2 separate regions of the Sus scrofa genome follow, and region 1 is linked to region 2. A link is a contact called in public HiChIP or PLAC-seq data. All regions are on one chromosome and are shown on one strand. The core of a region is the stretch at or near the end of the contact, and the rest is flanking DNA. Distances in the headings are between cores, read along the strand shown. Region 1 has its middle 230 kb from the start of KRR1. Region 2 has its middle 130 kb from the start of KRR1.

Evidence for each region. HiChIP or PLAC-seq counts read pairs in DNA pulled down with a chosen protein or histone mark.
Region 1: a contact with region 2 is called in an H3K27ac HiChIP or PLAC-seq map of alveolar macrophages. The contact joins two enhancer-like sites. A contact is called at or near these places in 2 of 47 Hi-C or Micro-C datasets (embryonic fibroblasts and retroperitoneal adipose tissue) and 1 of 2 datasets of contacts at active chromatin or transcription factors (alveolar macrophages).

What each region holds. Positions count from the first base shown.
Region 1 is chr5:39,054,607-39,058,888 of Sscrofa11.1, reverse strand. No RefSeq gene overlaps it. Among named protein-coding and RNA genes, the nearest start is that of KRR1, 230 kb to the right of the region's middle. Within about 2 kb of position 1,583, at least 1 of the 83 cell types and tissues checked has an H3K27ac peak or open chromatin away from gene starts, as enhancers often do. A contact at or near this core is called in alveolar macrophages, where this site is marked.
Region 2 is chr5:38,951,652-38,956,190 of Sscrofa11.1, reverse strand. No RefSeq gene overlaps it. Among named protein-coding and RNA genes, the nearest start is that of KRR1, 130 kb to the right of the region's middle. Within about 2 kb of position 2,435, at least 21 of the 83 cell types and tissues checked have an H3K27ac peak or open chromatin away from gene starts, as enhancers often do. A contact at or near this core is called in alveolar macrophages, where this site is marked.

The DNA.
Region 1 (4,282 bases), core at 334-2,833, 100 kb before region 2:
AATGAAAGACAAAAATAAAATGTGGGCAGAAAACAGCATTGTATTGTTTGAAAAATTGCATGTCTTTGATTCCCAGTAAGCCAGATATTTTCCCATTAAGATGAGTAGTCATTTGTATATCCTCTTTTTGTGGGGTTTTTCTCTAGCCCATCCTTTTCCCATTCATCTTTGGAGATCCTGCTCCCTTTCTTGTTGCAAAATATGTATTGTATCTATGGAAAACATATGTAACGTTTAAAGAATAATTATGCAGTGAGCTCCCATACAACTATGGCTCAAGTTAAAAATGGCTTGTAAAGACTCCAAGACCACATGCCCCTTTGACCATCACCTTCTTCTCCCCCTTGTCCTATGCACCCTAATCCTTGGTAAACATGATCCTGACTTTGATTAACCATTCCCTTGCTTTTCTTAATATTTCTATGTGGACACTCATGAACAATTGATTTCACTTGTGCCTGTTTTTGAAATTTACATAAGTGGAATCCTACTCTGAGCTCTTGTGATTGGCTTGTTTTGTTCAGCATTTTGTTTGTGGGATTCAGTCATGTTGCTGCATGGCACTGAGGTGGATCACAGTAGTATTATTTGTTATCTCACATACAATAGAAAGTTTCTTCCTATCACATTTGAGGCATATATATTTTCCCAATTTTAAAAAGATTCTTTGTAATTTTGACTATATTTCAACATCAGACATTTTGGAGAGGTAAGTTTATGTAGTAAAATACATTGATCTTTTCCTATATGATGACTTTCATTCTTTTGAAACTTAGATGGTCCTTTCCCTTCACGATGTTGATAAATATTTGTTCTTATTTTAGCCCTTTCATGTTTGAATTTTTTTTTGAAAGAAAAACAAACTTTAATGCTTTAACCCCTATGTCTTTATTTTGGTTTATGTTCTGATTTGATATCTAGATTGACTTTTCCTCCAAATGGGTAAACTGCTTATTGAATAATCCTTTTTAACATCAATTTGTGATGCTTTCTCTGTGTAGTGGGGATGAGGCAGAGTTGGATTTATGGGTGAAAAAGCAAGCATGTCCAAGTATAGTGTTGGTCAGAAATGGAATGATTTAGTGTCCAAGGAAGTTAAGGGGGGCTTCTTAGAGGAGGTGATAATTGGGGATTGTTTTATAGGACCAATAGGAGCCTATAAAAAGAATGGAGGAGGGGAAGGAAGGTGGGTGAACATTTCAGGCAGAGGAAACTGACAGTGCAAAGTAGTTTGTGATCATAAGCTTGAGCAACCCTGGAATCAGACAAACTTAGTTCTTCAACTTATGAGCTCTATGATCTCCTGCAACTTACTTAAACTTCCTCTGCCTTAGTTTATTCATCTATAAAATGAGGATAAATAGAGTCTACAGCATAAGAGTATTCTAAGCAATTATCCAATAATATATGTAAAGTACCTAGCACAGTACTCAGAATATCCTGAACACTCAATCAGCATTTGCTGCTAATATTATTTAAATATTAGATACACTCTAGCCTTCCTGCTTGCTACTAGGTTTGAGGGCACATGTCAGATGATCAGCATATATTTACTGAGTAAATGAACAGAAACTTGAAACATCATGGTATCTTCAGAAATACGGAAGTAGTTTGGTGTTGCTTGAATAAAATTTGTGAGGAAGTAAGTGGCGTGGGGGCCGCGTAAAATAGGAGTGACTTAGAACACCATTCCAGGGGGCTTGCTGTTTATCTTGTGGGCAATACAGAGGCGCTGGATGGTTGGTTTTAAGTAGAAGAGTAAAGGGGCATAATCTAGAGAAAACAATGGCTTTAGGGTCATAGAGACTGGATGGAGACTTTCAAGACCCACATCCACTGCCTGCTACAAAACTCTAGAAAGAAGGGGTTTTTACTTATCTTTTCTTAGAAACAGTTAAAGATGGAGACACTGCATCCTTGTATAAATGACTCCAGCCTTCAGTAGACCTTATCAGGTAGGGTCTTAAGGAGGCTGTTCTTTATCTCTAAGGCAATTCCCTGGGAATTTCTGGGGCAAAGTTTGCTAGCTGCCCCCTAATATCCATTTCTCCTCTTCTTTGGTTACAGAAACCACAGTTTTTAGTGGGACATTTGGCTATCTGGAAACAGGACTACAATTTCTGGTTTCCCTTTTGATCTGCTATGACCATGTGACTGGCCAATGGAATGTTAGCTGAGGTGTTATGTGCAGTTTCTAAGATCTATTCCTAAAGGGAAGTTGCATGCCTTCTTCTTTGCACTATCTTTTTTTCTGCTGAGAGAGCGTAGACATGATGTCTGGAGCTTAAGCAGCCATGTTGGAAACTAAAGTGTAAGCCAGACACTGCTTTGTAGCCATGGTTTGTCTTCTTCCAGACTCTGTTTATGTGAGAAATACACTTCCGTCACTTATTTTGTCATTTCTGTCATTTGCAGCTGACCTAATTTTAACAGATACTGATTCATACCTGTGTGCTTGGAATTAGCTAAGAAATGCAGGATTTCCCTCTTTCTGTATATATTTTAAAAAAATTATTCTCAAAAGTAGGCAAGAATTATTAAATTTCCCCTCTACCTTTGGTGTTAAATTTTGCAAATCACATTTTTTATGCTTTTTATTTTTATTTAATTTTTTAATTTTAAAACTTTATTATTTTTAATTTTATTGTTTTTAATTATTTTTATTATGTTTTTATTTTTTATAAGCTTTTCAACCCAGATTGCTTTTTTTCTGATTTGCAGTGTTTTCTTCCTTTCTTTCTGATTTCTCACCTATGAATTTCTCTTTTTTTAATTTTTAAAAATTCAACTATAGTTGAACAGTGTTTTCTTTTGGCTTCCTGAAATGTTTCAGTGTTCTTTCCTTGGGTATTCCCCAGGATAGGAATGATTTTGTGGAGAATGGAGAATTGCCAGGTATCACCCTCAATGTAGATTAATTTTATTTCAGTGTGGCATTGGTATCTTTCAGTTATTTCTCAAGTAAGCATTATAATTGTTAAGAAAATAAGGCTATATTTTCCCATGGCTAATTTGTTCACTTCAGGCTTGTGTGCATTCAAAGTCAGTAAATCATATCCTGGCCTGGAGAATCACCCCAAACCTGGTTCCTTGTTTATACAAGAAACAGAGCATAATCATAACAACATTGTTGTGAGGACTGGGGAGAAGATGGTAACGGCTAGATGGGAAATAGCTAGAGCTCTGATTATTAGCTCTGGGTCTCTAACACAATAAAGTGATTTTTAAGGCAATGTATATAAACGGATGCTTTATTGTTCTGAGCAACAAATAACTATGTGTTCACCTCAGTAGGAATTGTAATCCAGAAGGCTTGGGAAATAAATATCAAATGGCAAATGAATAATAGCTCAGAGAGGTAGCCATTCGTTGTTTCTCAGGGAATGTGAGAGGAATCTCAGAGTCTGTTAAAATGGACTACCTAGGTGAGTGAGTAAGAATGTTGTTCTTTGCTTGCTGATTTTCTACTTTTTTTTTTTTTGGATTGTTTATTTGGTTTATATGCCCACTAGACAAGACTATTTTTTTTTTTTAAAGCAGCAGAGTAAATACCATGTTCACATCAATGGACAAGTAAAAAGAAGAGTCCCCTGGTGGCTCAGTAGGTTAAGGATCTGGTATTGCCACTGCTATGGCAAAGGTTCGATTCCCGGCATGGGACATTCTGTATGTTGCAGGTGCCGCCAAAAAAACAAAAAACAAAAACAAAAACAAAAAACCGCAAAAACTGACAAGTGAAAAGAAATGGAAGAGTCGGAGTGGTATAGCTGTAAGAACATAGACTTTGGATTAAGAAACGTCTGACCCAAAGCTCACTTTTGCAACTTACAAGCTACTTGACCTTAAGCAATTTGATGTCTCTTAGTTTCTTCCTCTATAAAATGGGAAAAGGTATATTCTCCCCAGTGTTTTTCTGAATAATGTATCTTTATTTCAGGGTGATGAAAATTGTCTAAAGAATATGAGTAACCTACCAAGCAACTGGCTACTGATCAGATGGCGCCTAGAGCAGAGTAAACACTCTCCAGCTGTTGAAAAAAGGAGTGAAAAATATATGTACATATCTGTGTACATTCTATTCCTTTTCTCATAGACTTCAGACCCCACAAAAAAGATGTGGTGGACTGAGTGGCCATGTTGGAAAGGAAAGAGTTTCGGGACAGACTGAGGGATTGGGTGTGAGGCAAGAAGGTTGTGTGTGTGTGTGTGTGTGTGTGTGTGTGTGTGTGTGTGTGTGTGTGTGTAAAAAGCCCAAGCTCATCAAAGACTTCTGGTTTGCTTT
Region 2 (4,539 bases), core at 1,186-3,685:
TTAAAATGATAGGAAACACAACTTATTGAAGCAACACATTTCACTTGTATGTGCTTTTACCTATATGTTCTTCTCTTGTAAATACAAAGTTGGGATCACAGCATATATGCATATATTTTATAGTCTTCTTTTTGCAATTGACATGCCATAGACACTTTTCATATTGATACAAAACCTCCATTATGGCAATTATAAATGGCTTCATATAGTGTATAATTTCCCTAGTCAAAATGTAAATGGAGTTCACATTGTGGCTTAGCTAACAAACCCGACTAGTATCAGTGAGGATGTGGGTTCAATTCCTGAAGGATCTAGCATTGCCATGAGCTGCAGAGTAGGTCGCAGACATGGCTTGGATCTTGTATAGCTGTGGCTGTGGTGTAGGCCAGCACTGCAGCTCTAGTTCAACGCTTAGGCTGGGAACCTCCATATGCTGTGGGTGTGGTCCTAAAGAAAAGAGGGTGGGGGATGTATATAACCATGCCTTAACTTTTTTTCATTTTTAAAAATAGAATTAAATCTATTTTGGTTTGCACAGTTTGGTTATTAGACCATAACGAGATCAAGATTTAACTTGCATTTCCTGGCTCTAACTGTATCTTCTAGAATGACATTGGAGAAATCTAATCCCTCTTCCATGAGACAGTTTTCAGTGCTTAAAAAAAAAAAAAAAAAACTATCATGTTCCTCTTAAAAATTGTCTTTTCCAAAGTAAACATCCTCAGCAATTTCAATCGTTCCTCACAAGTTGTGGTTTCCAGACCCTTCACAAGATTGTTTGTTCTCCTCTGGATAAGCTCCAATTTGTCAATGTCCTCTATAAAGCATGGTGCCAGAATTAATTGCCATAATAACAATAACCATAATAATAATAACCACCATTTATTAAGTTGCACAGTGTTCCAGGAACTAGGCTAAAAGCTTAGCTCATTTAATCCTCACAAAACCCTCTAATGTATGTGTTATTATCCTTATTTTTTTAAATAAGGAAACCAGTTTTAGTATGTTAAGTAATATGTCCAAGGTCACACAAATAGAAAGTACAGAGCTAAGATTAAAATATGCTCTGTGTTCTGAACAACTTTATAATGCTCCAGAATTTTCCAACCTTGTAAAATTTAGGACCTAGATTTTAAGCTTTTGTGAGAACGTCTTAAGACTTCATTATCTTGTTTGCTGATTTCATGTTTATGAAAAGTGTGACAGAGCTCAGTTCTCCCAGGACAGGCTTAAAAACACTAATTCATTCATTTGTCAAATACTTATTGAGTGTCTACTTCCCACCAAGCCCTGTTTCAGAAGGTGACAATCTAGAGCTAAACAAGGTAGACAAAGATCCTATATTCACAAGGCTGACATTCCTTTGGGGGAGACAGACATTCTATAAGTAAACAAAGATGGTGTTGGGTGGTATAAAGAAAAGACAGAGTAATGTGCTAGAGAGTAATTGCATTGGGGTCTGAGGGAAAGACAAGATGAGACTTGGCTATCAGAGGAGGCTTTTTGGTGACAAGCAGCCTTAGACCTGAATGATGAGAAGGAACCAGACAAATAAGGACCTGAGGATCTGCAGGAAGAACATTCAGGCTTAAGAAATGGCAAGGGCAAAGGTCCTGGAAACAGAAGAAGCTTAGTGAGTTCCTGAAACACAAAATGACCTATGTGGCTAAAAGCAGTGTGAACGATGGAAGAGTGGAAGGGGATAACTATAACTTCAGACACACAGGCAAGGCTAGATCACATAGGGTCTTTAGGCCTGCAAAGGATTTGGGGTTGTTGGTTCTTTTTTTCCCCCAAGTGTAATGGGAACCCCATGTTGAGTTTTATGAAAAGCAGCCTCATCTAATTAATCTTTTAAAAGGATGACATCACTGCTGTGTAAAGAACAGATTTTAGGAGGCAAAAATGAAAGCAAAGCAATGAGTTAGAAAGCCGGCGATTCCACTGTCCTGGTAAGAAACACTTGTGGTTCAGATCAGGTGGTAGCTGGCCCAAAGGTGACTTAGATCACTGGAGGGAAATGGATGAGTTCAGGAAAATGGAAGAGGAGTGGACAAAAATTTCTGGTAAATCAAGTGTGGTAAGAGATAGAAATTGGTTTAACTCTTGGATTTGGGGGCTGATGGGAATGTTGTACATACTTGTTACATATACAGGTATATACAGGTATGTACATAGACCTCTATACACATTATACAGGCCGTTTACATATATTAACTAATTACTAATTACAAATATTAATTGCCAGAGTCCTATGAGGTAGCAGGTATTTCCTGAAACTATTTCTGACAAAGAACCTGAGATTTAGAGAGGTTAAACAACTTGATTCTGGTCATGTAGGTAGTAAATTGGGAAGCCAAGATTTGCACCCAGGTGTGCCAGGCATCAAAAGCAGTGCGCTTTCTCCTATGCGACAGCGCCACCCCCGGAGCGCTGATGGAGACTGCAGCTTGCCTGCGCGGTGAGAGAGAAAGAATTCCGCAGCTGAACACGGAGTCACATGTGAGGACATGTTCTGTTATCAAAGGACACATGTTGCCAGGCCTCCCTTTGGTTCCTTGAAGGGCTATTTTCCATTTTTGGAATCTTCTGTCTTGGAGATGTGAGCACGTGGGGTGGAGTCAGAAGTACATGAAATGATTAAGCAGATGGAGAAAATGACTTCCGAGAAATGACGAAAAGATTGCAGCTCTGCTCAGTGATGACTAAAGAGCCCATCAGTCTGTAAATATTTCATTGGTGGAAACTCAGGAAGAGAGGATTTTTCTTTTTTTCCAGAAAGTAGAGCAGAATTGTATGAAGGGACAGGAAAAGTGTAGAATCCCTAAATCTGATCTTAACTTTATGACGTTAGTAGCTTATAATGACTCTGTGTCTAAACATTCTCATCTTAAAGGAATGAGCTAAGATTGAGGTCATTTCTCCAGAAAGGCATCAAAATCCACAGAAAATACTTCTTCCTTTTATTGATTGATTGATAAATATTTATTAGCCCTCTACTTTACAAGAAGAGGATTTGGGGTATAGTATAGGTGTCCATTTCACATATTTTAAATTTACAGTGAAACTTTTTTTTTTTAATGAGACAGCTATTATGACAATTCCTCCACAGTAATCGTCTGTCTGCCATCAGAATTTATTCCTACACTGAAGCATATTAACTATCGTCATGTGCCAGAGTCTTAAAGGAGTCAGCAGAGGAAGGGTAATGCTGGTACCAAGGATCTCTATTGTCTGAATCATGCTACGCTCTAAAGAATGGGGAGGCTTAAGTTTCAAACACAGGCTGGAGATTTCCTTGCATTTGCCACAATGTACGTTTGTCTGCACATTTGTTAGTGAAATGAGAGAACACGGCTGCTTGATAACAGAAACAACTGTCCAATACACTGCATACATTATCTCCCCAAGTACAGTATGAAAATTATATCCATCAGGCTGCGAAGTCAGAGAACCTCAGTTTATCAGCTACTTCTGGGCTATATGCAAAAGCTAAAGCCACTGAGGGAAAGGCTTCTTGAAAAACACAACTGTCCTTTTCAGATATTTTTGAAATCTCATATTCTTTTTCTGATGTTTTTGGCCCTCTGCTCTTGCATGGTTGGGAGGCCATCCTGAGGCCCGAAGGTTAAAGAGGAATCCAAGTGGATGTGCCGTCTTAATGGACTTTGAATGTGCTCCAGAATGCCACTTTTTCAGTGTTGCTTTTACAAGTTACACCTGAAAAAAATGGGCCTGAGTCCAGTAGGAAGGACATAATATTTTCCTGAATATGCAAAAAAGGAGTGGGGTGTAGTCTCTATTCCTGTGGGCTCTGGGCAGCCTAGTGGGTAAATGAGCATTTATTTCCTGTATACCATCTTTGAGTTGAAAATGAGTCACATACTCATGAAAAGACTGGTAGTATCTTCTTTTGTCTAGCTCTGTATCCTTTTGTGGTACTCAATTTGTCTTAATGGGAATCTTGATTGTTTCTCTTTTGAGACAAGTTATTAGAATTTATTTTTAATCTGGAACAGGATTCATTTAAATATATTGTCCTTGATGTATAACTTGATTCACAAGCAGTATATAAAATTACAGGAATTTTCTGTGAAAGAAAATCTCTTAGGTTCATATAATCATCTAGAAGCATAGCTTGGTTCCCAGGTGTTTTGACTAGTTTACTTTGAAAATTATAGTCAGTATAATGATTGTTGACTGTCTGCTCAGTACCAGCCACTGTGCTGTGTTTTTTATAGACTATTTCTAGTCCGTACAACATATCAAAATGCAGGTAACAATAGCCCCTTCTTATAGCAAAGGAATATAAGGGTCAGAGAGATGAAGTAACTTGCCAAAAGTCACAAAGCTGGTTGTTGATTGTATTTGGCTTTGTACCACTTCTGTTCATTCTGTTCCCTTATGACACTCTGCCTCTTTGAAAAAGTCATTTGATGACAAGTTTGCCCCCAATTCTTATTAGAAAAAGGAAGGTCATAATGTAGAAGATTAACAATAATATCCCTCCCGCATTTTTATATTTTGTAGATCAGAAAC